5 separate regions of the Mus musculus genome follow, and all the other regions are linked to region 4. Evidence: chromatin contacts called from public HiChIP or PLAC-seq and promoter capture Hi-C data. All regions are on one chromosome and are shown on one strand. The core of a region is the stretch at or near the end of the contact, and the rest is flanking DNA. Distances in the headings are between cores, read along the strand shown.

Region 1 (5,759 bases), core at 1,594-4,093, 350 kb after region 4:
GGGGACTGTGGGAGGACATAGGTCCTGGGGAGCGGCTGAACAAAGGCATCTGAGAAGCTTTGGAAAAATGGCACAGAGAGAGGCTGGCCAGGGCCAAGGACAGAAATAAAGTGCCCTACTTGATTACGTAATAGAAAGAGCTCCCACAGCCTCTCTGGTGTTTGGTAATAGCTGTGTCTCTCTGATGCACAGTAGGGCCCGACGAGCTTAATGAGATGAGAAAGAAGGCACAGGTGACCTGGCTCTTTATAACAATAGCAGGAAGCAGACAGTGGCCCTCCTCGAGACCTGGGTTCAAGTCCAGGCTCAGCCACTCACTGGCACTTGGCTTGGGTGGGAAGCATCACACCTTTTAGACCCTCAAGGGATTGCTCAACCCCTGTGGCTCTAAGTTTCCCAGATCAGGCATGTGAGGGCAGCTGAGGGTGGGGGAAGGAGATGGAAAAGCTGAAGAAACCAGGACGGTAATCAGAGCTGTGCCGTGGGTGGAGCTGAGCTCAAGCCGGCTCACTTCCCTGGAAACTGGGGTCACCCCTGGCTGGGGAGAGACTGGCACACATGGAATTGATTGTACTTTTTTGTTCTTGTAGTTTTAAGTGCTAAGGAGAAAGGATAGGCCGAGACCCACACGCAAGCCTTTTAGTTTCAGATGATCCCGTAATTTGCCGCACCCCACGTTCAACCAGAGTTCACTGATGGCACTGGGGAACGTTTGTGGTGGGGCCCCACTCTGTCCTGTCCCGTGTGGGGAAGGCCACAGAAGGGGACCTGGGCAGAGATGGGAAAGGAGCCCAGTGTGAAGGTTCCCTCAGCTGGCCCAGCTCCTCTGTACACTTAGGCCTTTGTGGCCACAGTCAGATGTTTCTCTTGCCAGCCAGGCTTTGAGAGGGACACAGCTTGGTCAACCTAAAGGATAGAAGGGAAGGCTGACCCGGGGCAGTCTAGACCTGATGTATGCCCTTTACCCCACACCATCTCTCCCTGGCCAGATGTTCATATACCTACCCCCCAGCTCATCTTCCCTCCCACCAGCATCCGAAGGCCCCCTGGGAGGGTGACACCGGTGGCCTCTGTCTTTGATCCGCCTTCCCCTGTGTGCTCCCTTTGGGGCACAGCCTGCCTGTAACTGCAAACCCAAGGCTGACTTCCAGTGTACTGTGTTCTAGTCCCTTGGTTCCTCTGAGAAGCTCCAGGCTTGGGCTCCTGCCCAGTTCCCATCACTTCTGATCCTCTTGGCTTCCCCGTGCCCTAGCTGGACCTTCAGTCTTCCTCCCCTCGGCTGCCGCCGCCATCTTCCCACTGTTTCTTTCCTCCTTCTGGTGTCAGGAGATCACTTCCCAGGTCCAATCTGAGCTCCCTCCATTTGACTGAGCCTCTCTCTGTTCTGACAGGGTCCTCTGTTGGGAGAGTCTGGTACCCCCGGGCCTCCAACAGTGCTTACCGGGAAGCACTTTTGGATTGACAGAGGGATGGATGGCCTTACTCTGGACCTGAGATCTTCTGAGCATCCACAACTCGTGGCGAGCCACCTGAGGTAGCTGGGAGTGGGTGGGGGTGCCAGGTGAAAGAGAGGACATGGCCTAGCCCAGCCTTGTCCTTCCTTCTGAGCAGGGATAGAAAAGAAAACAGAGAAGGTTGAGGTGGGATCAGTAGGTCTGCAAGTGCTTAGTAGGGCTGTGTATTAGCCAGGATTCTCTAGAGTCCCAGAACTTATGGAATGACTTCTATATTGAGGGAATTTGTTATGATGACCTACAGTCTGTAGTCTAACTCCCCAACAATGGGCAGCTGTGGGTGGGAAGTCCAAGAATCTAGTGGTTGCTCAGTCCCATGAGGCTAGTTGTTTCCGATGGTCTTCTGTAGATGTAGGTTCCGACAGATGTGCTGGCAAGTAAGTGCAGGTGAAAAAGAGAGTCTTCCTTCTTCCCATGTCCTTATTAGACTTCCCGCAGAAGGCGTGGCCCAGATCTGGGATTTGATTTGTCCCAGGCTGACCTTGAACTCAGAGAACTCTTTGCCTTAATCTCCTGGGATTAAAGGAATGTATTACCTTGCCTAGGCCTAAACTTTTCATAGCCACTATGCCTCACGATCTCCATGCTAAGATCCAGGTCAGAAGCCTGTGTCTTCCAGCTTCAAGATCTGGATCATAGGTGAGCCCTCCATTTCTGGATTGTAGTTCATTCTAGATATGGTCAAGTTGACGACCAGGAATAGCCACTACAGACTGCAGACTCTCTCTGTGTGAGACCTTGGGTCCTACCCTAGCATTACATAAAGGACAAGTGATGAGAGGATTTCATCAGGTAAGGGCACACGTCGTCAGGCCTGACCCTGGACTTCAATTCCTGAAACCCACATGGGGAAGAGAACCCATGCCTACAAGTTATACTCTAACCTCCACAGGAATGGCATGGCATGTGTGTGCCCTTACACATGCATGCACACAGATATGTATGTATGTATGTATGTATGTATTTATCTATCTATCTATCTATATGTGTGTATCTATACACACACACACACATATAAAATGATTTTTTAAATAAATAATTGGGGACTCTGTAGCAATTAGTACCTAGACTTCAGAACCAGTCACACTTCAAGATAGCTGAGCTGAATTCTCTTTCCTACCTTCTCCTACTCCCCCAAATTTTCCCCTTCTTCCTAGTCCCTGCCCACCTTCCTCGTCTTTCCTCTCTCCTCTTTCCCCTCCCTCCCAGACCCCTGGCCCCACTCCAGAGCTGTGGATACCAGCTGACAGCTGGGCATTCAGGCCTAGAGGGTCAGGTGGTTTCCCTTACCCAGGCCACTGACAGCCTAGATCTGGACGGGAAACTCCACCCGGGCCCCAGCGGGAGAACTGAGCTGGGCCAGACCTTTTCCTGTGCTTGCAGACAGAGGAGGGCACTGAGAGACAAGAGCCCCTACTGCACACTCCCTGATACCCCCCAGAAAGAGGCTCTGGTGAGTGCAACCTTGATGTAGGATGGGGAAGAACCATCTTACTGAGCCCTGGATGGTTCCAGGGTGAGGGACAGAGGGTGTCAAGGCCATAGGCCAGCTCCCATGGTGGGGTAGCTTCCCTACAGACTGGTTGGGAGTCATAGGGGATATAGGCCTGTTGGAGGTGCCTGTGACTTGGAATTTACCTGTGCGTGCGTGTGTGTGTGTGTGTGTGTGTGTGTGTGCATGCTTGTGCAGGCTGGGGTGTGCAGGGGCTGGGACAGGCAGCAATTTAGAGATATGGGCATATGTCCATGTCCCATTTCTTCCTGTCCCCTTAGCATGACCCCCTCTCCCTCTTTCAGCCTGCACTAATGTGCTCCCCCTGACCCACAAGTGGGCAAGCCAGGTCTACAGCAGTGGCTATGGATTATGGGTGAAGGGCTGGAGGCAGCCACGTTCCTTCAGACTGGGTTAAACCTTCCCAGAGGCAGGCATCCGAGGAGAGTCCTCCCTCCACACTTTGGAGCCAGGGATCAGCATGTCCTGTCCCATCAGCCCCACCCTTCCTCCTGATGAGACCACGGGGTCGGGTGACATCAGTACCTGTGGGTGGTATCTTAGGGCCTGGGTGCAGGGACACCCTGGAGAAGGTTAGGTGGCCGAGGGAAGTCACTGAGAGACATTCATAGGAGACATGAACCAAGGCTAATGACCTCTGCTGCCCTAGACAGAGGCAGAATCTTGGAGACCCCACGCCTGCAGGGTCTTCAGTGGCCCCCGAGACCTGAATCTGAGCCATTTCTATGATCTCAGGATTATACATGGAGGTATGGGAGGGGGACGCAGCCCCACTCCTTTGAAATAAGGTCTCATGTAATCCAGGCTGGCCTTGAATTTGCCATTATAGCCAAGTCTAGCCTTGAATCCTACATGTTCGCGCCTCTGCTTCCAAGCTCCAGGGCTATGTGTGTGCACCGCCATGCCTAGCTTAGCTCTGCGGTTTAATTTTTCCTCTTGAAAGACCTTATGGGAAAATGGAGAGGATGCTGCCAGGCATGCTCGTGTAGCCCATACCGGACTCCATGCATTCTTTCTGTGTCTTGCCACACTTCCTTCAGAAACTACCCATGAGACATCAGGAATCCGAAGTCATTTATGAGAGGCTCAGGTCTCACAGCACACCTCACTCAGTCCTGACAGAACCCCAGGGTCATGATCCTTCTGACATGGGCCACATCTGCCCCTGGATCAGGAGGGATTCATCTGATTAAAGCTGTGTTAGACCAAGAGCCAGTCCTACTTTTAAGATTCCTCTCAGTTTCCAGAGACCCTGCCTCCACCCTCTGGTTCTCTCTCCAGAGGCCCTACCTCCACCCTCTGATTCTCTCTCCAGAGGCCCTGCCTCTACCCTCTGGTTCTCTCTCCAGAGGTCCTGCCTCCACCCTCTGGTTCTCTCTCCAGAGGCCCTGCCTCCACCCTCTGGTTCTCTCTCCAGAGGCCCTGCCTCCACCCTCTGGTTCTCTCTCCAGAGGCCCTGCCTCCACCCTCTGGTTCTCTCTCCAGAGGCCCTGCCTCCACCCTCTGGTTCTCTCTCCAGAGGCCCTGCCTCCACCCTCTGGTTCTCTCTCCAGAGGCCCTGCCTCCACCCTCTGGTTCTCTCTCCAGAGGCCCTGCCTCCACCCTCTGATTCTCTCTCCAGAGGCCCTGCCTCCATCCTCTGGTTCTCTGCCACATGCCCGTTGAATTGAAGGTACTTACAGATGGGGAGTCTGAGGCTGGAGTCCCTCCTGTGGGGGTTCCCTGAATCTAGGCCCACCATGCTCTCTCAGGAACCTAAGAAGCCCTCCTCTGCCCCTATGCATTCTGCCTCCTCTTGGCTGCATTCTGGGGCCAGCAGCAGCCCCTCCCCTCTGCACAGGCACTTGAATAAATCCTCACCAGGCAGAAATCCTTATGGTTGCTGTCTTGTTCACTATCAGCCGCGGGGAACAGCAATAAACTTTATGAACATTGGTTGTTACGGAAGGAAACCTGCAGGCTGCTGGGGGAAGTGAGAGTGTGAGGCATACGTCTGCAACAGTGTTGTGTTGGCCTGCGTTGCCCTGTGGCATTCTGCTCCTGTGCAATCCAGGGCACCTGCCTGTGTGCAGAGCCATTTCTCAGCCCCTGTCGGTCCCTGTCTCTACTGAGGCAGCCATAAGAGGAGACAGACCCAGTCTTGATGACTTCAGAGCTTTTTAAAGACATTCCTGATGGGGCAGGAGAACTTCAGCTGTGGGCTCTGCACTCTGGGACAGGTCTGGACAAACTCAGGGTGTCCCAAGAATATGCCCACTGACTGTTAGCTGTGGAGGGGCTACTGGCTTTAGTCTTCAGACAGTGTTAATCCCTCCTGGATATTCCTGGCATCCACACGTGTACTGCTGCCCTCTGCCGGGGAAGGGTGTGCTGGCAAGTCTCCCTAAGAGATTCACTCCAGAAATGGGCAGTGTAGGGTGCTCTGGTGGGAAGAGAACATAAGAACAGCAAGCATACACACATGCATGCAAACACACACACCACACACACATACATGCATACATATACATACACATAAACACACACCATCACACATACATAGATACATACACACACACATACACACACCACACACACACACATATATGCACCACATACAGACACATAACACACATGGACACACATACTACACACATACATATATACACACATACACACACATATACACATAAACACACACATATACACACACACATACACACAGCACATACATATAAACACATACACACATG
Region 2 (5,485 bases), core at 330-2,829, 290 kb before region 4:
ACGTGTATCAAGGCTGTTATGTGGAGTCAGAGGACAGCCTGCCTCTCCTCTCCCACCTTGTACTCAGGCCGCCGTGGTTGGAACAGATGCTGGCACTTGCTAAGCCATCTTTATGGTCCGTGTGTGTGTGTGTGTGTGTGTGTGTGTGTGTGTATGTATGTACATGTGCGTGTGTCCTTGTTGATGTGTGCACACAGTGCCAGGGCTGTGGAGGCCAGTAGAGGGTATGTGGTTCTATGGTTGTGATTGTCTCATATATAATGTTTGTGTGCATGTATGTCTGTGCATCATATGCATGCAGTACTCTAGGAAGCCAGAAGAGGGTGTTGGAGTCTTTGGAACTGAAGTTACAGACTGAACTTGTGGGTGTGGGGAATTGAACCCAGGTTTCTTTGCAAGATCAGTAAATATTCTTCTATCCAGCCCTGTATGGAACTTTGGGTTTTGTTTTTTTGGTTTTTTTTATGTTTTTATTTATTTATTTTTTTTTTTTGAGACAGTCTTTATGTAGTACTGGCTAGTCTATAGCTTGCTGTGTAAACCAGGCTGTACTCAGATTCACAGACATCCTCCTGCCAGTCCCTCCCGAGTGCTGGGATTAAAGACCTGCACCCCTACGCCCTGCCTGTATGTAGCTTTTTAAAGTTACTTGTTTCATAACCACCGTGCAGTGGCCAATATCCACTGACTTCAGGTTGCACTTGCAGCTGAGGTGAGTGGCCTGCTCCGGGTTTGTTAGTGTAGTAGCTAGCGTTGGGTGTGTTGCACACTATAGAACTTACCTTTTTAAAGCTTGGAGACAAGCATACGGTTGGTTACTTCCTCTGTGGATGTTCTCTTATGTGGACATGTGTATGCCAGAGCTTGCTTTCATATCATCTCCAGAGATGGCATGGCCAGCCGGCACGTTCCTCAGGGGAAATGAAACTAAGCCACTTTGAGGCTGGTCCCTATGGGAAGCACAGTGTCCCAAGATCTCACAGGCAGGAATTCTTAGACACAACAGAAACATTTAATCAAAGAGATTGTAAAAGGTATATGATATTTCTTAGCAAAGCCCATAAATTCTGCCTTTATTATATTTCCTAATTTTTACAGCAATAACAGCTAAATTATAGGATAAATTGTGTATTCAGATACTTTTTGGCAACTTTAAAAAAATCAAACCTTTGTATTTTTTAAACCAAGAAACACCTCTTTGACAGTCTTAGGATCAAATCAGTTTGAAATTCTGCTTAGTTGCAGATTTATCTGCTCATACCATAACTCACTATCTGAGTTTCATGACAAACCAGAACCGTGTGTAAGGAGCGCTGTGTCTGGACATGCTTTGTGCGGTCATCCTGTGGTGTTTGGGGCAATCCACATTGTCTCCTCACAGTGGCTCAGAATTTCCAGAAACTGTAGTTACCATAGATACAGCGATTGTAAATCATTTCAGGAAATTAAATCCAGCGACCAAAACAAGGAGTTATTCTAAACCTGCTCTTTTGACCGAAACGTGAGTTGTTGGACCCCGAGGTGTGTGACGGAAGTGACTCAGCAGAGTGCAGCCTCAGGTTACATGCACAGTCTGCCTTTGTCCTCCTGAGTACACAGTGCAGTGCACATACACAGCACCGCCCTCAGACTTCGCCTCAGAGGTTTGCATTGCAATAAGTTCCTGTAACAATGTGGCTTCCATCTGCAAATTCATCTTAATACTTAGCAGCTTGAACCTGGACTGACTGAGGCAGATTACAGGGTCCTTCTGGGGACCCCTGCTTCCGGAGCACTTCCATCTTCACAGGAAGGAGGAGTGCCTTCCTGCCTTGGGCCTTGTTCTCCTCAGACTCGAGTGCTACCCGAGTGAAAGCAGACAGGAGGCCTGGCCAGAGCAGATCTGCTGCTAACTAATTGGATTTCCCTTTGCAGTGTGCCTTGGTGTGTGTGTCCGAGAGCAGAGGACGGCCACACTGGGGGTAGAGCATATGTTCCACAGCATAGGGGCTCCACAGGGCTAATCCTGCCAGGCTGTGGTCCTCCTTACAGTTGCACACTATGTCATTAGAATGAGTGTTTTATGCTTAGTGGCCTGGTGTTTTTCTTTTTTCTTTTCTTTTCTTTTTTTCTTTTGTGTGTGTGTGTGTGTGTGTGTTTCACTACTGGGGTTAAGACTATGGCTGTGTGTATACTCAACACTACCCCTGAGCTGTTCCCTCTGCCCAAGAAAAGCATTTTTTTTTAAAGATTTATTTATTATTATATATACATACACTGTTGCTGTCTCCAGACACACCAGAAGAGGTGTCAGATCTCATTATGGGTGGTTGTGAGCCACCATGTGGTTGCTGGGATTTGAACTCAGGACCTTTAGAAGAGCAGTCAGTGCTCTTACCTGCTGAGCCATCTTGCCAGCCCCGAAAAGCATTTTTTTTAACTCTGTAGATTTTTCTCTCTTTTCTTTTCCATCCCTGCCCTCTGCATTTACTGTGTGCATGTGTGTGACTACATAGTAGCCACAGCTCATGTGGCAGTCAAAGGAGTGCTTGTCAGGAGGCAGGCAGGCCTCTCCTTCTGTTAGTCAGGTTGTAGTGGCTAGCACATTGTCAGGCCTGGCACCAAATGCCTTTACCTAGTGAGCCATCTTACCAATCCCCTTCATATCCTCTCTGCTTTTGGGGGACTGGTGTCTCATATTGTAGCTCAGTCTAGTAACCTAGAACTTACTGTGTAGCCCAGGCTGGCCCCAAACTCCTGACAGTCCCCCTACCATAGCCTTTTGAGTACTGCGACTACAGACATCAACTCCCATGTCTGACTAGATGTTTCCTTTTGCTTTAGTTGATCTAAATTTCCCTGTACCTGAGAGCAGGCAGGGTCTCATGTGGCCCTGGTTAATAATCTTGAACTCGATATGTAACAGAGGCTGGCCTTTTAAAACTCCTGCTCCTTCTGTCTCTGCTTCTCGTGTATTGAGCTTACAGACATGCAGCACAATGCCCAGCTTGTAGTTTCAGTTCTTATGTTTTCTAATGTGTATGGGTATTTTGCCTGAATCTGTGTAGTAAAACACACACACACACACACACACACACACACACACACACACAGAGACACAGAGTGTGTTAGCTACAAAGTGGGTGCTTGGTATTGAACCAGGATCCTCTGAAGGAGCAGCAAGTGCTCTTCACCACTGAGCCGTGTCTCCAGCCCTGTGTGTGAGTAACAGTGCTTGCTCCCAAGCCTGAGGACTGGAGTTCATTATCCGTAGTCACATGGTGTTGGGGAGAACTAGGTCTAACAAGGTGTCCTCTCATCTTCACGTTGTTCCGGCAGCGGTACATTCATGCGTTCATGTAAACACACACTTAGTTTTTCAAAGTTCATACAGCATTTTCAATTGTAACTTTTTTTGGGTGAGTGGGGTGTACAATCTTGCTATTGTAGCCCAGGCTGGCCTTGAACTTGTGATAGTCCTCTTGCCCCTACCTTCCTGGTACTGAGTTCCAGCACTTGGGACTCAGGCAACTGGGTCTCTGAGTTCAAGGCCAAACTAGTCTATTTATCTGAGCTCCAGGACAGCCAGAGCTACATAATGAGACTCTTGTCTGGAAAAAAAATGTCTGTGGTAGTGACAGAGTATTTCAGTCATCCCATGGTACAGTTCCCAGACAGGAACAGTCCTATGGTATCCCACCCTCCCCACTGCCCATCCATCCTTTGTCAGAAGATTTTTTGAGACAGAGTTTCTCTTTCTAACAATCCTGGCTGTCCTAAAACTTTGTAGATCAGGCTGGCCTCATACTCAGAGATCCACTGATTCTGCCTCTGGAAGGAGGGGAATAAAGGCGTGTGCCATCAAAGCCTACATCTTCAGAATATTTTTGACTGAACTTATATTGAAGACTGTTTCAGCCTAGAAGCTCTGAGGAAGACTGGGGCAGAGGCTTTCTTGCAGGCAGTGTTCTTTCTTCCTGGTGACCAGCAGCAGAATGTGTGTTTGGAGACAGGCGTGTACATGCTGGCACTGAGTGGGAGCTGATTGAGCTAGTCTTGCTCTTGCTGGCCCAGGATCTGCAATAATCTGACTGGAGCCTGAGGAGGCGTGCCCAGCCGTGTCTGATGGCTGCAGGCGGCTCTCTGCCTTGTGTCTAGGAAGTGATTTGCTCGGCCACCTCCCTTTGTTCCAGGTCACTCATTTGAAGTTTCGGCTTTACGAGGCCCTTGGTCTTTTCTGGCTGAGTTCTGCACCAAGCAGGTGTGGGTGAGGAATTGCTTTGGCTGTGGGATGAACTGGGGATGTGGAGGGGCTTGAGGAAGGGAGCGTGGCTCTTGTTAGTGTGCCGTCTCCGGTGCTCAGGGAGGCTGACCTGGCGACACACCCACAGATAACACAGGACACAATTTGCTGGGAGAATTGCCAATTCTCTTGAATGTGCAAGAGTTTGTCCCTACTAGCAGAGGACCCTGCAAGAGACCAAGGCAGAAAGTAGTCTTTATTCTAAAAATGGACACAACTTTTACTAAATGTTTTCAAATGAGCAAATTGAAAGTATTTTCTCTAGCTTGCTCTTTAGTCCTTAAGGGTAGGGCTGATGGCTGACGTGCCTTGGAGTCTGTTTGTGGGCCGCCTTAGGTTTACCAGGCGCTATGTATGTATGGTTTTGATCATTGTTATCTCCAAAGGGAACTGCTGAAAAGACTGAAGTCCAAGCCTTTGTATGCAGCAGGGAGTGAGCAGGTGCAGCTTGGCTACTGGCCCAGCTCTGCTCCATGTAAATTTCATCAAGCACATGGGACAGGCAGGCAGCTGGTGTCGTAATCCAGTCCTCACTGATTAGTGTGACGAACCACCATTACATGATCCTTGCTCTAAGTATAGCCTGCCTTTCTGGCAGCTGCAAACACCTGGAGAAGCAGGCACAGAGGTTCTAGCCAGAAAGTGTCGACTGCTCCTGGTGTACACATTGCAGTCACAGAGGTCCTAGCCAGAAAGTGTCGACTGCTCCTGGTGTACACATTGCTGTGTCTGTGCTTGGCTTCATGGCGCATGGTTGCCTTTGCCGAGAAGCATGCAGATTGAGAGCTGGTGGTGAGCTTACTGATGAAAGACCAGAAGAACATCCCATAATATCATCACCAGAAGAGCCTTTGATCCCCAACATATTTATTTAAACAGCCTCTGTGGCCTATGGTTTCAGGCACTGGAGCTGTGAACCAGCCCTGGCGAGATGCTGTTGTTCGGAGGACTCTGGATTGTGTGCATGGCTCCTTAGGAGCAGCTAATCAAATGGAGAAAGAAGTTACAAATGGCAATTTGCTTTCTTCCTTTGCCTTTTCTGATTTAAGACTGGGTTTCTTGTAGCTCAGGTTGGTCTTGAACTCTTCATCATCTTAACTCCATTCCTAAGGTTTAGAGGCTGGTGTGCCCTCCCCTCAGTCTTTCTCGAGTGTGAATGTATACACATGCTGGTTTGTGTGGAGGCCAGAGATGGGAAGATGG
Region 3 (5,454 bases), core at 2,870-5,369, 340 kb before region 4:
CCCCGATCAGGAACAGCAACAGCTCAACTCAGTCAGACTTCCTTGTCCTCCAAAAGGGAATCTGAAACTTCCTATGACTTCCTATGCACTTCCATTTTAAAATCTCGGCTGACATTTTCTAGTCACTCTGAGTAAATACCTAAGATTTCCTGTGAGTTTTTGCCACCCATGCTTTGACCCTGACCCTAACTCCTCCAGCCATATCTTACAACTACTCTTTACTACTGCAACTATTATCACTATTATTATTATTATTATTATTATTATTATTATTATTATTATTACTTGGTCTTTTTGAGACAGGGTTTCTCTGTGTAGTCCTGGCTGTCCTCAGACTCAGATCCACCAGCCCGCTTCTGAGCTCTGGCACCAAAGGCGTACACCACCACCGCCCGGCTACACCTACTTTTTATTAAGCACTCCTTCAATGCCAGACCCTATAACGAACACCGACCGCATCCCTACTCCTCAGAAACATTCTTGCCAGCTCCCATTACTCTTCTCATCACTTACAGCCAACAACAGCATAGTTGGGGACATCCTCCCTGATCAAGAACAGCGGGGCCAGACAGATCTGCTTTGTCGGAGTGGCTCCAAAGCCCCACATCCTTTCCATTTACGGAGTGCCCTGGCCGATTGCACATCCTACCGTATACCCTCTTACTTGTCTAATCCCAGGTCACTAGCTGAAGTGGTCTAAAGCAGGAAACCCCAGGCATGGTGGGGTTACACCAGCATGACCAGTACTCCAAAGGCTGAGCCAGGTGGGTTCTCAAGAAGAGAGAACAACAGGAAAAAACAAATTCAGTGAAAAGTCTATTTTAGCATTTGTTTATGAAACAGGGTCTCAATAAATGGCTCACATAGGCCTCAAATTCAAGGCCTTCCTGCCTCAGTCTCCCAAATGCTGGGATTACAGGTGTACACCACTACTCCCAACTAATTCCCACAATTTTCTAAATAAATAACTATTTCATGTTGGTAAGTAGAACTCTTTTCACGGGTCCACTTCAATGAGCATTCAATGGGGCGTTAAAGCAATTCACATTGGACAATGGTCATCTAAAAATTCCAGCAGCCTCCCCAGCATCTTGGCCAGTACCTAGCTAGGGAATGCAATCAAAAGAAATAGCTGAAATTAATAAACTCACTGGAACGCAATTTGTTGTCACTGGCCTGTCCTCTCTGCTGTAGGCTACTGTCCCTGGAGTCACACTGCGCTGTCAGACACCTGCCACACCACAGTTAACAGCAGGAACTCTACAGACCTCCCTATCAGGTTCCACAAGCCACCTCCCTAGCTGTGGTGGAGAGTACAATGCATATCAAAGTCTCACAGGACCAAGGAGTGAGTCTGAGGTAAACAAAGGCCCTGGGAATTTGGGCCAACCAGATCCAGGTCCTACTCCTCTGCAGGGGGCTGAAGTTGCTGCCAAAACACAACTCTTCCTCCTCCCAGCCCCTAGGAAATCAGAAATGGCCCTCCACATCAGACACACTGTCCCTACTTTACTTAAAGCAAACAGGCTTTCTGCTCCCAGGAATCACCGAATGTGTCAGGGAAGACAGTTTGTTGCCAGCTCAGGTTACATGACACCCTGTCTTAAAAAACAAAAACAAAAAACAAAAACAAAGGCTCCAGGGTGTCTCATTACCATTGTATGCTCACTGGAGGTACAGGGCACACAGGGGAAGCTCCAGAGTAAGGAAGCTGGTTCTGTCTGTGCCTTTATCTTCTGGAAAAGTCACTTAGCTTTGCTAAGCTTGCTTCCTCCGTCAAGAGCGGGGTAGACGCCAGTCATACGCCTTTAACCCCAGCACTTAGGGGGCAGAGGCTGGAGAATCTCCGGGACTTTGAGACCAGCCTGGTCTAGATACAAGTTTCAGGACACCAAGACTACACATACTGAGACCTTGTCTCAAAAGGAAGGAAGGGGGGAAGGAGGGAGGGATGGAAAGAAAAAAAAAAGAGGAGGAGAGTGGGAGTAGAGGGAGGCATCGGACTACAGCAAGGGTCCTTCACTTATTCCAGGACGCTCTGAGAGACATTCAGATGTGTGCCCTCGTCACCCCCACACAAACTGCTATAGAAAAATTGCCTAAAGCCAGGCATGGTGTCCACTGCCAACCACTCCAGCACTCAGGAGGCTAAGGCAGGAAGCACAGTAACTCCAGCTACAAAGTAAGGGAGGCACTGCCTCAAGAGAGAGACAGAAGGACCGACCGACAGACAGACAGACAGACAGACAGACAGACAGACAGCAAGAGACAAAGAAAAGGTCAGCAGAAAGGCTCAACAGGGCAAAGTGTTTGCCTCACAAGTCTGATGACCTGGGTTTGATCCCCAGAACACATTGTGAAAGTGGAACTAGACAATGACTCCCCAGAGTTGCCCTGCAACCTCCACTAGCACACTGTGGCACTTCTGCACCTCTCTGAACGCACACAAAACAACACACACATACCCAATAAGAACAATTAGCCACACAAGTTGTAACCCCCAAAATGCCCGGTGTCCTACTGGGCGCTCTGTGAGGCTCTTAAATAAATCTTTCAATATAAAAACACATGGAGTCTTCTAATTTATCACTGTCTCACCACATGGTCCAAGTTGGCTGGGAACTCTACTGTAGGCTGGCCTTAAAACCCCACTCCTCCTACCTCAGCCTCCAAATGCTAGGACCTCGGGGGTGTGTGCACCACAGCAGCCTAGATAGTCTTTGACGTATCTACTACTACTATCTAGTTTGAAAGAGATAAACGTTGAAGAGGAAGTGCCCAGACTCCAGGAGCCGGCCCTTCAGTCATGCACATAACAGTTAATCAAACAAGGTATCTGAATCTAGCTAATAAATGTCTAAGATCACATAAGCCAATGTCAGCCAGGCAACGGGGGACACCACGTCAGGGACAGAGGCTCACACAAGCCCTGGTGTTCCATGTTGACTGGCAACACTCACACACACCTCTTGAAAACCACTAGTCACTGTGCTGCCAAACTCTGGATCACTAGAGCCTCTGAGACAACCTAAATTAACAACCATCACCAAGCTAGAATAAGCAGCGAAAACCAACTGCAAAGCTAGCTCCCAATTTTCGCAGCCACCCATTCTAACAAGCTGCATCATCACGCAGAGACCAGGAGTCCTTCAGATATAGCTGAAAAGTGTCTTGCCAGCTAACCCGTCATGCCCCAAATACAGAGCGACAGGACAGCTTAACAGGAGGCCACAAAGCACAAGTGGACACTGGCTGTCAAACAAACCTCCATGGCATCTTAAAGGGAAGGCTGCTGAAACTTTATCCCCCACCTCCGCTGACCTTTCTCCAATCCGTCTGTGTACGGAGAAGAAAGCGGACCCAGAAAGGAGGGAGGTCCGAAAGGACGACCAGCCTCGGGTGAAGGGTTTATATCTTTTCAAGAGTGATGCAACAGGGTCAGACAGAAGAGGAGGAGCTCGCCTCACAGAAGGAGAAAGCCGGCGTCGGCGCTGCAATCGAAGGGGACCTGGGTAATCCAGCACGGAGCGGCAAAGCCAGAAATGAACCGGCGCTGGGCGGCTCGGCAGGCGGGAAGAGGCCTCCAGGGCTGGCCTGCCAGGTTCCGTGCGGGTCTGGAAGGTACGGCCAGGAAAGGGCTGGGTGACCCGCGCCGAGGAAGGAGGCGGCGACGGGGGTGGGGAGGAAGGTGGCCCGGGCGAGGGAGTAATGCAGCGCCGACAACGGCCCGCAAGAGTTGAATCGCGCCTGCAGGGAGCCGCTCGCCCAGAGCGGCCGGAGGGAGGTCGGAGGGCTCGGAAAAGGACCGAGTACGCGGGGTGGCGCTCTCACCGGGACAGATGCTTCAAGATCTGCTTCTTAATGATCCCGGCCATGCTGCAGCCCGGGCCCGCGTGGAATGCAGGCAGACGGGCAGCCGTGGCCTCCTCAGTTGTGGAAAAGAGGCGTCCTCTCACCTCGCCGCGGCGCGGGCACCGGCTGCCGTAGCCACAGTGGCCGCCATGGCTCTCTGTCGCCCCTAACTCAGCGCCAGGAGTTCCGCCGCGTTCCCACCCGCCCGTGCGGCGCCGCAGGATCCCGCGGAGCAGAACCCAGACCGCACGCCACCCTCCGGGATCCCCGTGGCGAGAGCGCACGGCGAGGGGCGGGGACGCGCGCGGCGGCACAGGCGCAAGGGATGAGGGGCGGGGCGGCGGGAGCTCAGAGGCATAGGGGGCGGGGCAACTGCGCGGGGCGGGGCTTACACGCTCAGAGGCGGGGCTCACTCTTCCAGAAGGTAGATGGTGGCATTCGCCTTTACTCCGAACTCTCCAGAGCCAGAGGCAAGCAAATATAGGACCTTGAGACCAACCCTGTCTACATGGGGACTACCAAGACAGGGTTACATTAAGAGACCTTGTCTCTTCTGAGTTCGAGGCCAGCCTGGTCTACAAAGTGAGTTCCATGACAGCCAGGGCTATACAGAGAAACGCTGTCTCGAAAAACCACAAAAAAAAAAAAAGACCCAAGAAATCTAACCTTTAATGCTTCCAGTTTCAAGAAAAATATCTGCAGTTATTAAGCTGCTAAATACATAAGGCCTCCGTGATAAAGTGCTCGCCAAGCCTTGGGCCACTCCATTAAACACAGATGGAGGCTCCTTCCACTCTTCACTGTATCCAGGAGATACTCAGATACCATCTGACCAAAGCTACAAAACTGGGGCAAGGGCTGAATCCTGTTTCCATGCATGACAATGGCTCAGTGCAGGATCTCATTTCCCAATGCACCATTCTGACAAACTGCTGAGGTCAAAACGCCGAACAACCACAGCAAACCTAACCAACATACTTTGCTTAAAGCCCCCTTTAGGAAATTTAAATGTCTATTGATCATTAGTACATGACTCAATATACTTAACTGCCTTTTGAAAAGGGAGCAATGGAAATGAGAGCCAATGTCTTTAATTCTCGCTATTTCGTGTGGTTTTGCTTTCTTGGTAAGTTTGGCGGGAGTAGGAATTAATTACATCAAGCAAATGAGGTAAGTACTCCACTCAGACGCACCGCCCCCCAAAGACGGAGTGTTTTTATTTATCTGTGCATTCCTATGTGAGTGTGAATGTCATGTGCCCACAGAGACCAGAAGCTGTCAGATTCTTTGGCACTGGAGTTACAAGTAGTTGTGAGCCACTTGGTGTGGGTGCTGAGCACTGCACCTAAGCCCTCTAGAGCAGCACTTAGCAGGGAGCCATCTCTCCAGTCCCCAGGTCTTTTAAGTTTACTCTTGGAGCCCAGCGTGGTGGCGCAAGCCTTTAATCCCAGCACTCTGGAGGCAAAGGCAGGCGGATTTCTGAGTTTGAGGCCAGCCTGGTCTACAAAGTGAGTTCCAGGACAGCCAGGGCTACAAAGAGAACCCCTGTCTCGAAAAACCACCAAAAAAAAGTTTACTCTTGGTTGAGATTGAGACAAGGTA
Region 4 (5,894 bases), core at 2,624-5,123:
TGCAGCTGTATTTAAATAGACATTTCTACCTGATTGGCTGGTCTAGGGGGGGGACAGGATGGAAACCCTCAGGGTCAGAGGGTAAGGCATGGCTGCGACCTCGGCCATTTGTCAGAGAGTCCGTAAGTCCTCCCAGGACCATGCTCACCGTGACTTACTGTAATGGACCCCAACTGCAGGGCTTTCAAAGACAATGGTTCTCTCCTATTAGATTTCTCTGAATGCAGGAGTCACAGGACGGCTTTGCGACTCCAGCTAAGCGGCTGGCACAGTGGACAAACTCTTTTTTTTCTTTTGGGGGAGGTCAGGATACAGGCATGAAGAGGGAGTTGAGGACAGGGAGTTGGGGACAGGCCAGCAGGAATGCTCAGTGGACAAAGGTGCTTGAGACTACAGTCTGACCAGGACCCACACCATGATGGAAAGAGAACTGACTTCCACACACAGATTATTTAAAGATAGTAAAAGAATCATTTTTAGGTATATAGGTGTCATGTCCATATGTATGTCTGTGTACCATGTATGTGCTTGGGTACCCAGGAGGCCAGAAGAGGGTGTCAGATCTCCTGCGACTCAAGTTACAGACAGTGTGTGGCATCATGTGGGTGCTGGGAATTGAACCTAGGTCTCTGGAAGAGCAGGTGGCAGTGGGTGGTGGCACACACCTTTAATCCCAGCATTTGGGAGGCAGAGGCAGGTGGATCTCTGAGGTTGAGGTCAGCCTGGTCTACACAGTGAGTTCCAGGACAGCCAGGGCTGCACAGAGCAACCCTGCCTTGAAAAACCAAACCAAACCAAACCAAACCAAACCAAACCAAACCAAACCAAACCAAACCAAACCAAATCAAGTCAAAACCTAAACCAAAATCAAGACCAAAACCAAAACACAAAAATCAAAGACCAAAACAAACAAATAAAGGACTTGCTTAACATGCATAAAGTCCTAGGTTCAAATCTCAGTACTGCAAAAATCAGCTGAAAACATCAGGTGTTGTGCCTGGGATGTGGCTCAGTGAGTAGAGCATCTGCCCAGCAGTCATGAAACCCTGGTTGATCCCGGAGCTGTACAAACAGAGCATTCTGGATGCCTGCAACCCCACAACTCGGGAGCTGAGGCAGAAGGTCAGGAGTTCAATGCCATTTCTGTCTCAAAAACAAAACGAAATAGTGGGTATAGGTACAGTACCCAAGAGGCCGAGCCAGGAGAATAGCTATGAGTTTAAGGCTAGCCTGGGCTCTGTAGTAGGTTACTGTCTTTAAAAAAGCCAAAACCAGGGCTGTATGGTGAGATGGCTTAGTGGGTAAGGGGCTGAGCACCAAAGGTGCCATCCTGAGCCAACTCCTGACAGTTGATCACCAGACTTCTGTGAGTGTGCTGTAGTATGATTACATCTCGCAATCACAGATACAGATGGATAGACACTCACACAAATGTATTAAAGAGGAAAAAAACCCAAACCACAAAATACGAGCTCGAAGAAGGAAAGAATCTGCTGCAGCAGGAAGGAGTTAGGTCAGATCTCAGGAACAACTTCCAGGGCACAGTCCTGAACCCGTAGGGCAGAGCTAAGTACCCTTCCTCCGCATCAAGAAGACTCAGGGATGGGCCCTTGTGGCCTCCCCACCTCTTCAAAGGGTATTGGAACGAGGCTTTACCCACTCTGGAATCTTGAGAGGCACCCTCAACTCAGTCAAAGGTCAGACAGATGGAGAACTCCATGCTCACAAAGGTTGAGGACCCCACATCCAGTGGCTCTCAGCAAAGAGGACCCAGCCCTGTCCCCCTTCCATCCAGCCTGAACCAGCTCTGAGGTCCAGGGTCTGCAGTTGGTTCTTAGGAGATAGTGGTTTGAATGAGACCTTGGAAAAGCAGGTCCAGGCAGGGCACTGCGTGACTCCTGGGAAGTCACTTCTGGCCATCATTCCTCCACTGAGGCTGGCTCCCTGGCAGAAGATACCAGGGGAGGGCATGTGTGCTTGTCCATTCTTCTCCATGATGGGCACAAAGAGCAAACTGGATGAGGAGTCAGGCCACCTGGGGCCCATGGCTAAGGGCTGATGGGGGAATACACCGGGCTTCAGTGGTCTGAGGTGTCATGGCTGTCTGGCAGATGTAGGTCTTGGCTGGGGACTTACAGGCTCTCCGGCCCAGCCACAGGCTCAGCATCTGCCAGCAGCAGTTTCTTTTTTTAATCGCTGAAAAACACAGCCTTTAGAAACACAGCTGGTGGGAGGTGGGGGATAATTATGGCCAGAGTAGAGGCGATACTGAGGGGCAGGGGTAGGGAGTGTCTGATGTGGTCCTTTGGGTTCTCAATAAACCAGGGCCCGTGTAATTTTCAGCTCCATCTATCCAACCAACCAAAGGATGCTGGGATTATGTTCTGTACGGGAAGTGCGGCAGCTCCCACTTACAGGAGCCCAGAAAGGCAGCCCAATTCCATTATGCTGGCTTTGTAGGAGGACCCAGGGGCTGGATGAGGACCCAGGGACGTGGAGATGGCCCTGTCGCTGTGAGTGGTGTCAGTTACACACGACAAAGCATAGATGAACGAACAATCTGCACACTTCTCTCAGAAACCGCGGGCCGACTTGGTAAAGGAGACATGTATTTGGGTCATTCCATGTGACAACAACAAGAGTACACAGTTTGACAACAGTTATTCATACACCAAACACTCCTAAGCTCAATGGGGTCCAGGCCCGGGGCCAGGCACTGCATGAACGGTGGTGAACAGTCACCGCGCTGGCCTTCATGGTCTGGAGAGCTGGCGATGGAGGCCTGCATTGGTAGGGGATCAGGGAGAGAAGCAGACAGAGATAGCTCGGGCCTTGCTAGTCCTGGACTCTCCCAAGCATTCCTCTAGGTTCTTTGGAAATCAGGGGGTCTAGCAGTCAGGATGGCGGAGTGTCTCAGGCCTGGGCACAGTGAACACCAGGTGGCACTCTGCGCCCTGGCCCCCTCTCCAGCTGTTAGCAGCCACCCACTCCCCTGGCTCCCCAGCACGGTAGCACCCAGGATGAGGCTCGCCACTTCTTGGGGCTCCCGGGGAAGCCACTTCTGCAGTCTGGGCCTGTTTGCAGCTCTTCAAGGATTGCGTGGTCTGTCCCTGCCTTCCTCTAGGCCTGCCTCGAAGGCACCCTTCCGGGATCATCAAAGCCCACGCGAGGGGAAGGGGGCAGCGAGCTGCCAACCTCTTGAGCTGAGGAACTCTTCTTGGGGCTAGTTCAGGCCACCTGTTACACCGTGTTCAGTGGATCGGGTGTGTGTGTGTGTAAATTGCTCCCCTATTTTGGGGGCTCTGGGGTGTTAGTGCTTCAGGGTAAAAGCGCTCCTCTCCACAGATCGTGAGACCTGGGCAGGTGGATTGACGTCTCTGGGCCTCAGTTTCCTTCCTTGGCATGCTATGACAGAAATGTGCAAATGAGCATGCCGCAGGGGGGCACACGCCACGTGTGTGCGCGGCTATGAGAAGCGGCCCCGCGGGTGGGGGGTTCCAGTGACGCACCGAGTGGGTACGGCTCGCCCCTAAGGGTCCCTAGGCTCTGCTGTACTTTGCAGGGTGTGCGACGGGAAACTGGGTTCCCTGACCCTCGACTTGTGTGGGTGAGGAGGGATCTTCGCCGCGTCTTTGGGGTGCCCGGGTAGTGAGATGGCGCGCTCACGGGGCTGATTGGGGGGTGGGTAGGAGGAGTGTAAGAGGGGAGGCTTCCGGGAGCGGGCGACAACCGGGTGCGGAGGGAGCGGGAGCCGCCGGCGGGGAGGGCGTGGAGGGGTGGCGAGTCCCAGCTTCCGGAGGTGGAGGTGCGGGTGTGTGGGGGTGGACCCGGGCTCTCGCTCTTTAAAAGGCCGGCGGAAGCGTGGTGCGCTCGCCCCGCACTCGCGGCGCAAACTTGCGGGCTGGGCTCGCGCGTGCGGTGCGGCAGGGCGGTGGGCGCCGGGAGCCGTGCGGCCCCCTCGGCCCTCGGCCCGCGCTCCCGGCGCTCGCGCCCCTCCCGCGCCGCTCGGCTCCCTGTGCTAGGCTCGCACGCTCCCATTTTCTCCTCGCCGCCGCCGCCGCCGTCAGGTGCCCGCACCCCGGCCGGCTGCGCTCGCTCCCCAGCCCCGATCCTCGGCGCACGCAGCGCCCCGCACCGCCTCGCCCGCGCTCTCGGGCTCCGCGGCGGCGGCGGCGGCGGCAGCGGCAGCAGCAGCAGCACGGGCACCGTGGCGGCCGCTCCCAGCTCCAGCTTCCCGGGAGCAGCAGCCGAGCGCCACCGCTCGTTGCTCCGAGGCTCCGGCCAAAGCGGCCGCCAGCTCCTCCCCGCCGCGCCCGGGACCGCCGGCGGCTCGGCGCCCGGTTTGGTCCGCAGCGTCAGCGCCACCCGCCGCGGCCCGGGCTCCCGGCACCGCGAGCAGCTAAGAGCTGGCCGCCGCCTCCCTGCACTTCCCGGGCGCAGCCGACCCCTAGCCGTGGCGTTCACCTCGCCGATGCGCGGTGAGTTGTGGCCCGAGGGGCACGGGCGGAGGGGACGATGCCCTCCGGCCTCCGGGAGCGCGGGCTGCGGCGGGGACCCCGGCGTTTGAGGAGGTGGCCTCTGCGAGCTCTCCCTAGTTCCAGGAGGAGGGCGCAGGACCCAGGGACAGGGGCTTCCCTCCGGGCTGGGGCCGCCCCTCCGCTGCCCCCTCAGGGATGGGGCAGTGTTGTCTGCGGGTCTGGGGGAAAGTGGGATGGGGGCTGTGACGGGGCTGCACTGATGACAGGTGGAGTTGGTCCCGATGGGGACGGTGACAGCCGCGCGTCCCCTCTGCGGAGAGGCTAGGCTGTGGGGGCGCGGGGCGCGGTGTGCGCCTTTGCGCCGTGGTCCTCGGCCAGAGGGCAGCGCCAGCCCCGTGTTGAGGCTCCCTGCTCTGAGAACCGCATCCAGCCCCGGCACCACCTTCGCCACTGGCTGGAGCCGAAGCGCCTCCCGCCTGCAGCCGCCGCCGTGGTTTGCGGTGGCGCTGCAGGTCTGGGGTCTCTCCGCAGCCCCGGGACCTGAGGTCAGGCTTTCTCTGGACACTTGGGACCGAACCCTCTCTGAAACCCTGGTGAACCGAGCGTCTCTAAGGGCTCTGTGTGAGCGCGCGTGTGGCGGGGGAGGTCCCTGCTCCAGGGTCGCTTCCCCGAGCCCGCGGGCAACCGTGTCCCCTCCCCGCGCGGGGGCGGGGCCGAGGTGGAGGCCTGACTGTGCGCTGCGCCCCCGCACCCCGCACCCGGCGCTGCGTGGTTGTTTGTGCTGAGCTGGGGCAGCGGCACAGCGGCGGGGAGTCCTGAGCCCAAAGGACGAGCGCCCTCTGCCCCTAGGTCCTGAGCGACACACTCGTTGTCAGACAATCCTTTCTGCAGGGGGTACCTGGTTTCTTCTCCTTGATCGTCTCACAATCGGCTGCCCCTGGCTAGAGAGAAAGCTGGCTTTTGGGGACACCCTCTGAACTGGCTTTCAGGGCTAGGGTGCCGCAAGCCATAGTGGCAGTGTGATGCCACCCTTGCTGTGAGTCTGGCGGGAGGTGTGTGTGTGCCACCCCCACCCCTCCACCTTCCACCCCCTCTACTCTGGATTCTGGATGGGACTTAGGGCAGGCAGAAAGGCCAGTACTCTGAGGGTGACCCTGCTAAGCACCTAGTGTTGCTAGAGGGTCTCTCCACCTCAGCCTAACACCTAAGCAGCCCTGGGTAGCTGTCTTCCTGGGTAGCCACTTGACAGCTCCCTACCTCTCAGGTGGCTTGGTCTTGGCCCTCTTTCCCCTGGGCTCAGTCTCCTGTGCATGGGAGGAGGTGACAGGCCTTTGGTGAAGAGCTGAGAACTTGGGAACTTTCCTGAGCTGCTCCCAGTAGAAGCTCAGAGCCTCCCATGGAGGTTGTGGGAGACCA
Region 5 (6,082 bases), core at 1,810-4,309, 460 kb after region 4:
AAACCAGGGTCCCGCTCCCAGCTCTGCAGAAAGGAAACAGAAGCATGGAGATTTTGGTTCAGTCAGATTGAGTATGCAGTCTCTTAGACTATGTGAAGACAAGTACCTTTGTAGCCCAGGCTAACCTTCAACTCCTTATATAGCAGAGGCTACCCTTCAATTTTGCCCTTCAATTAGTGATCCACCAGCCACTGCCTCCCAAGTGCTGGGATTACAGACCCCACTCCACAGGATCTACAGAATTCCTAAGGGACACGGTAAACGAACTGTCAATCCCTCTTCATCGGCTCTAAGCAAGAAGCAGGAAGCCCACGCCCACACATCCCCCATACAGTGCAGCCTCCATGGTCAACTCTGACTATAGGATGGGCACAGCTAGTTCATCAACTCTGCAAGTGTGCAGCATTAGCTGGGCCTACAGGGAGCCCACAGAGCCTGGTTTGCACCAAAGAAGAGTTTGAAAAAAAAAATGGTCACAGAAAACAAAAAACCAAAACAGGATTAATTCTGCCCTGGAAGGTGGGGTCTCAGCTCTTTCAAAAGAGGCTACTTGGGGCCAGGTCTCAGGGGGTGGGGCAGATTTACTCAGGGAGTCACAGGGGAGCAAAGGTAAAGAGAGCAGGGGGAGGCTCCAGGAAGCACACCTGAACTTTTGGTGTGTGAGAAAATGAGGTGAACAAAGATGAGGTCGAGGCCTGCACGCTGGGACCAGGCTGGGAAAGCACCTGCCAGTTTTCGAGGGGGAGTGGGGTTGGTACATAGGAAGGGGTAGCCTGGGGTCAAGGGCTCTCAGATGTCCCTGAGATCTGCCCTGAGGTCCAGGTGGACTAAAAATAGCAGCTCCTGAGGCAGGAAGGACCAAGAGGAAGAAAGTGTCCTGAGAACAGGGAGCTGGAGACGTGGATCGGTGCTTTAGAGCATCGGCCTCTCTAGCACAGGACCTGGGTTCATCCCCAACACCCACAAGGTGGCTCACACCCTTCTATAACTGCAGTCTCGGGAGAGCCAATGCACTCTCTGGCCTCTAAAGCCACGCAGCACCAACATGGTACACAGACATACATGCCTGCAAAACACATATACATGAGAGAGAGAGAGAGAGAGAGAGAAAGCGCCAGCAGAGGGATTCCCAGACAATGGAGGCTGCCTGGGGACAGGAAAAGGGACCTTAGATCCTTGGCTCTGTCAATCCTCAAGGTGATTAAATAGCATCTACCCTGTGTTCAGCCCTGAGCCAGACACATCAACAAAATGTGACTACTTCTGAGAATCTGCAGAGTTGGGGGGAGTCTGGGCTCCCACCTTTGGCTTTGCCACTCCCTCCCCAACACACACCCCATCCCAAGACAGCATGTTTAGTGCTGACTGCGCAGTTCCCCTGTAGCTCCCCAAGAAGGGCCCTGCCTGGCAGGGCTCTGAGCCAGGCCTGCAAAGATGCTGGCCCAGACGAGGCTCCACGCCTCAACTCTGGGCAACTTCAGAAGAGAAATCTGATGGGGAGATGTGTGTGTAGAAATTTCCATCTGACCCGGGAGGTGTGTAGGAGAGCCTGGAGGATGCTTGGAGAAGAGAGGGATGCTGGAACTCCCATCTCAGCCTCCTCAGGCAGAGAGGCCCTGGAGGTTTCTCCTCCCTACAGCACATTGAATTTCAACCACCAAGAGGAGAGAGCAAGGGAGCCAGGAGCCTCCCACCTGCAGGGCTAACTTTGAAAGAATTCCTGACACACTTCCAAAGCCCCCAGAGAGGAGTCACCCTGCCAGCAGCTGGATGGTGCTGACAACGTGAGATACCAGAACATTAGCCACTACCACCCCACCTGCCCGAAAATGGGACAGAAAGACCAGATCCGGGCTTGTGCGCTTCCTCCATCCCTGCAGCAACGAGGTGCTCAGGGTCTATCCAAAAAGATACTGGGATTCTAACCTCTCCCAGCTACCGGCCTGGCACCAGCATGGGATGGAATCAATTCCCTGCTTATCCAGCCCAGACCCCGGGGGGTGACAGCCAGAATTAATTAATGTTTGTAAAGTGCTCTAGAGAACCTGGGACCAGGGACCCAGGGGCGCCAGAGTAGCTACACAGGAAATTGACAAGGAGGGGGTGGCGGTGAGAGGGGGGCCAGCTGGCCAAGACCTGGACTGCCTGGACAGGGAGGGTAAAGAAAACACTCTGAAGAGGAGATGGGGCACAAGGAGAGTGAAAAGATGCTACCTCTCCAAATAAATAAATTAAATGATTAATTAAATAATTAAATAAACCGATTCAAGATGGGGCTATAGAGGTGAGTGCCAGGCTTCAGGCTGAGCCAACCCTAGCACCCCACCCCGAATCCCAAACAAGAACACCCAGGCCCTCTCCAACTCAGGCCCCAGCCACCTGCATAACCCGAGGACCACTTGCAGAGGAAGTCCGAACCCCTCAGCCATGAGTTAAGAAAAAGAGTGTGCCAGAAGTGGCGGGCTTCGTGGGCGCTGACGCCTTCTAGAACTCCCCAGGGCACCCGACTACTACCTGAGCAAACAACGCACTTCCTTTCTCTAAGAGAGGGGTGCCAGCGTCCCTTCGCTTCTGGAGACTGGGCTGTCCAAGCAAGCCTCTATCAAGGGCTCAGGGGACTGAACATTGGCAAACAAGCAGCTGGTACCGTGGTCCCGATGCCCCTCTCTTTGCCCTAGGCTCACTCACCCCAAAGTGCTGATGAAGCCATTGACAGAGCCCTCGGCGTACAGGGACACAATGTCCCCGATGTGAAGAAAGCTGGACATTTCATTCATGGCTTCGGCCCTCCGGGGCTCGAGGCGACGAGGTCGCCCTGAAGCGAGCTGCCAGGCTCGGTGCAGAGGACTGAGGCGCGCTGGGCGGAGAGGGGCGCAGTGCCACCTCGCAGCCCGGCGACCCGGACGATCGGGACGGCAGGAGTAGGCTGACTGCCACCAGAGAGCGAGGAGGCGCGGCGCGACCCGGGTCCGGGTGAGGAGGTGCCTGCGTCTCTGCGCGCTCGCAGCCCTCCAGCCCGGCCGGGCCCGCGCGTACCTGCAGCCTGGAAGGAGCAGGAAGTCTGGGGCCGCCACACACATGCAAATCCCGCCTGGGAGGCGGGGAGGCCACACCCCACCCCGCCCCCGCCGCGGCTCCCACGTGCACCCGCGCCCCAGGCTCGGCCTCTTCTACACCGCGCGCGTGCACGCCTGCACCCCCTAAAGCGCCCAGCTTGCCACCGGACGACCCCCAGGCTCTAGGGCGTTCTCTAGACGGCTTGTCCACCAGCACCGCGCTGCACTTCGGGGCTCTCCACCCTCGGAGATCCCCAGCTCGCCTAGCCTGCGGCCCACGCGTGGCTGAGCACACCGGGAACTTGGCCACGGTCACCCTGCGGCAACCGCGCCCAGCTGAGAACCGTCTTGCGCCTGGATGCGCGCTCAAGCCCTTAGCGTTGCAAATCAGGATTCATTTCTCTCAACATGAAAAGTCTTTTCATTGCACAATAGAAAGTGCTTTGACTTGGAGGGGAAATGAAGCAATGGGGTGGGTTTGGGTTTTTTTTTGTTTTTTGTTTTTTAATTGTCCTTGTTGGGGTTTCTCTCTCTCACTCTCTTTCTCCCCACATTCCTGTGTACAAAGAGATCCAACTTCCGAATCAGTTCAGCCGCTCCCTCTCCAGGAGGAATTGGCTCCAGTTTCTCTTGGCTCCTTCTGTCTTTGCTTTAAAATAAATAAATAATACTGGGAGGGGGAGAGCATTACCTCCTCTAGTTAATAGTGCACCCCAGCGCCCACTGAAACAAGTTCTCGTAGCGGGCCCTTGCTCACAAAGTTCAGCCCTCAAACTCATCGCCAAGTTGACTACTTTCTGTTCTGCGCCACGGAGGCTGGGCGTTTGCTTCCTCCTAGAGCTTTGGTTTGAACTCCTGAGATAAGAATGCGCCACCACCACCCCCTTTGGTCACGTTTGCTCCCTCCCACCCAGCCCCCCTTATTTCCTGAGGGGCGGGGATGGGGGCGTTTGTCCCTGGGAGAAAAGGAGGAGGGGACTGGAGACAGAAGCAGGAAGAGACCCAGGAGGGGTGGAGACAGCCGCCAGCCGTGAGACAGCTGCTGACCTGCACCGAGAGTTCTTGAGTGCAGGGGATTTTTACCAAGACCCTTAGAACTGGTGGTAGTGGTTAGCCAAGCCTTTAATGGGGAAGTAGAGGCAGGAGGACTGGGAGTTAAAGGTCGCATAGTAAGTTCGAGGTTTACCTAGGGCACGTGAGAGTCTGCCTCAAATAAATGTAAGAATGGGCTGGAGAGATGGCTGAGTGGTTAAGAGCATTGCCTACACTTCCAGAGGATCCAAGTTCAATTCCCACCACCCACATGGCAACTCACAACTGTCTGTAACTCCAGTTCCAGGAGGTCTGATGGTCTCACACAGATATACATGCAGGTAAAACATCAATGCACATAAAATAAAAATTAATTAATTAATTTAAAAAATCAAAACAGGGGCTGGTGAGATGGCTCAGTGGGTAAGAGCACCCGACTGCTCTTCCAAAGGTCCGGAGTTCAAATCCCAGCAACCACATGGTGGCTCACAACCATCTGTAACAAGATCTGACGCCCTCTTCTGGAGTGTCTGAAGACAGCTACAGTGTACTTACATATAATAAATAAATAAATCTTTTAAAAAAAGGGCCTGAAGAGGTGGCTCAGCAGTTAAGAGCACTGGCTTCTCTTCCAGAGAGCAGGGATTTGATTCCCAGCACCCACGTGGCAGCTCACAAGCATCTGTAATTCCTCTGCAGGCACTGGGGACATTCCTGGTGCCAGATATACAAGCAAGCAAAGCACCCACACACATAAAATAAATAAACCAAAGTCCTTAAAGACCCCCAAGAACATGGATCAAGTGAACTCCTACCAACTGAGTGACATCCCCAACCCTAAAAAAAATGTATAGTCCTCCTTTGCTCTCAATAGCTGTGATAAAACACCATTATCAAGAAGCGATCTGGGAGCCGGGCGTGGTGGTGCACGCCTTTAATCCCAGCACTTGGGAGGCGGAGGCAGAGGCAGGAGGATTTCTGAGTTCAAGGCCAGCCTGGTCTACAAAGTGAGTTCCAGGACAGCCAGGGCTATACAGAGAAGCCTTCTCTCGAAAAAAAAAAAAAAAAGAGTCGATTTTGGGAGGAGAGGATTTATTTGGCTCGAAGGTTCCAGTTGATCATAGGACTGCCTAGGCAGGAGCCGGGCAGCAGGAGCTGAAGCAAAGACCAAGACCACGGAGGAAGCCGCCTACTGGCTTGCTCAGTCTGTTTTCTTTTACAACCCAGTCCCACCTTCCCAGGGGTGGCATTGCCCACAGTGTTCACATCCATCATCAACCAAGAAACTGTTCCATACGTTTACCCATAGGCCAGGCTGATTAAGGTGTCTTCTGAGCTGAGGAGGGTCCTAATCCCAGATGGCCCTGGCTGTGTCAAGTTGTCAAAAAAAAACTGTATGGCATGTGCATCCAATAAGCTGCAAACTATTATTTAAAAGAAAAAAAAAATCTTGCCAAGCAGTGGTAGCACACACCTTTAATGACAGCACTCAAGAGGCAGAGGCAGGCAGATCTTTGTGAGTTCAAAGCCAGCCTGGTCTATAGAGGGAGTTCCAGAACAGCCAGGGCTACACAGAGAAACCTTGTCTCAAGCAAAAAAAATAAATTAATTAATTAATTAATTTAATTTAAAAATTCTTATCTAGTAAACTCTCCCAAAAAGAGATGACCACAGCCCAGAGAACCACCACCAGACAGTCCTGTCACCCACCAGGTTTCTGGGAACTGGAGTTAAAACTGAGACCCAGCACTCTCTAGTATGAGAGACAGTCAGGGTGTCTGGGTTCTCAGACGGTGGCATCAATGGCAAAAGGGCCAGACCCCAGGACAGATCCTCTTGTCTCTCATCCTTCCCTGGGGTTCCAGAGGGGCACACACATGCATTCCAGAAGCATCTACTGAAGTCCTACTGTGGCAGTTTGAATAAAAATGGCCCAATAAGCTCATATATTTGAAAATTTACCAGTGGATCTCTCAGGATTAGAAGGATTAGGA

Evidence for each region. Promoter capture Hi-C pulls out the DNA fragments that hold promoters and counts their contacts. HiChIP or PLAC-seq counts read pairs in DNA pulled down with a chosen protein or histone mark.
Region 1: a contact with region 4 is called in a promoter capture Hi-C map of embryonic stem cells, with 6 times the contacts expected there. The contact joins the promoter of Ip6k3 here to the promoter of Grm4 in region 4. A contact is called at or near these places in 17 of 39 promoter capture datasets (the C10 cell line, the SN4741 cell line, cranial neural crest and 9 more), 6 of 15 datasets of contacts at CTCF or cohesin (CD8 T cells, the NIH/3T3 cell line, embryonic stem cells and 3 more), 33 of 484 Hi-C or Micro-C datasets (the 63-12 cell line, CD4 T cells, CD8 T cells and 20 more), 27 of 115 datasets of contacts at active chromatin or transcription factors (the 230-238 cell line, SST interneurons, T-cell acute lymphoblastic leukemia and 16 more) and 3 of 9 other capture datasets (adipose tissue, bone marrow-derived macrophages and macrophages).
Region 2: a contact with region 4 is called in a promoter capture Hi-C map of the C10 cell line, with 2.4 times the contacts expected there. The contact joins the enhancer-like site here to the promoter of Grm4 in region 4. A contact is called at or near these places in 2 of 39 promoter capture datasets (the C10 cell line and pre-B cells), 1 of 15 datasets of contacts at CTCF or cohesin (the NIH/3T3 cell line), 1 of 115 datasets of contacts at active chromatin or transcription factors (pancreatic cancer cells) and 1 of 9 other capture datasets (adipose tissue).
Region 3: a contact with region 4 is called in an H3K4me3 HiChIP or PLAC-seq map of embryonic forebrain, with 2.2 times the contacts expected there. The contact joins the promoter of Uhrf1bp1 here to the promoter of Grm4 in region 4. A contact is called at or near these places in 2 of 115 datasets of contacts at active chromatin or transcription factors (astrocytes and embryonic forebrain).
Region 5: an H3K4me3 HiChIP or PLAC-seq map of forebrain shows a contact between it and region 4, with 7 times the contacts expected there. The contact joins the promoter of Itpr3 here to the promoter of Grm4 in region 4. A contact is called at or near these places in 9 of 39 promoter capture datasets (the C10 cell line, HPC-7-derived erythroid cells, cranial neural crest and 5 more), 1 of 15 datasets of contacts at CTCF or cohesin (large pre-B cells), 5 of 484 Hi-C or Micro-C datasets (CD8 T cells, LSK cells, bone marrow-derived dendritic cells and 2 more), 26 of 115 datasets of contacts at active chromatin or transcription factors (the 230-238 cell line, SST interneurons, T-cell acute lymphoblastic leukemia and 15 more) and 4 of 9 other capture datasets (adipose tissue, embryonic stem cells, liver and 1 more).

What each region holds. Positions count from the first base shown.
Region 1 is chr17:27,164,848-27,170,606 of GRCm38.p6, reverse strand. Ip6k3 (inositol hexaphosphate kinase 3) reads left to right here and starts at 2,843. Exons shown (of 6, transcript NM_173027.2): 1 at 2,843-2,967.
Region 2 is chr17:27,796,300-27,801,784 of GRCm38.p6, reverse strand. The region is part of intron 1 of Ilrun (inflammation and lipid regulator with UBA-like and NBR1-like domains); the gene reads left to right. Among named protein-coding and RNA genes, the nearest start is that of Ilrun, 22 kb to the left of the region's middle. Within about 2 kb of position 1,579, at least 231 of the 459 cell types and tissues checked have an H3K27ac peak or open chromatin away from gene starts, as enhancers often do. A contact at or near this core is called in the NIH/3T3 cell line, adipose tissue and pancreatic cancer cells, where this site is marked.
Region 3 is chr17:27,855,172-27,860,625 of GRCm38.p6, reverse strand. It overlaps Uhrf1bp1 (UHRF1 (ICBP90) binding protein 1), which reads right to left and starts at 4,119. Exons shown (of 21, transcript NM_001080769.1): 1 at 3,832-4,119. The coding sequence starts at 3,875.
Region 4 is chr17:27,511,376-27,517,269 of GRCm38.p6, reverse strand. Grm4 (glutamate receptor, metabotropic 4) reads left to right here and starts at 3,873. Exons shown (of 11, transcript NM_001291045.2): 1 at 3,873-4,478.
Region 5 is chr17:27,054,281-27,060,362 of GRCm38.p6, reverse strand. It overlaps Itpr3 (inositol 1,4,5-triphosphate receptor 3), which reads right to left and starts at 3,059. Exons shown (of 58, transcript NM_080553.3): 1 at 2,689-3,059. The coding sequence starts at 2,777.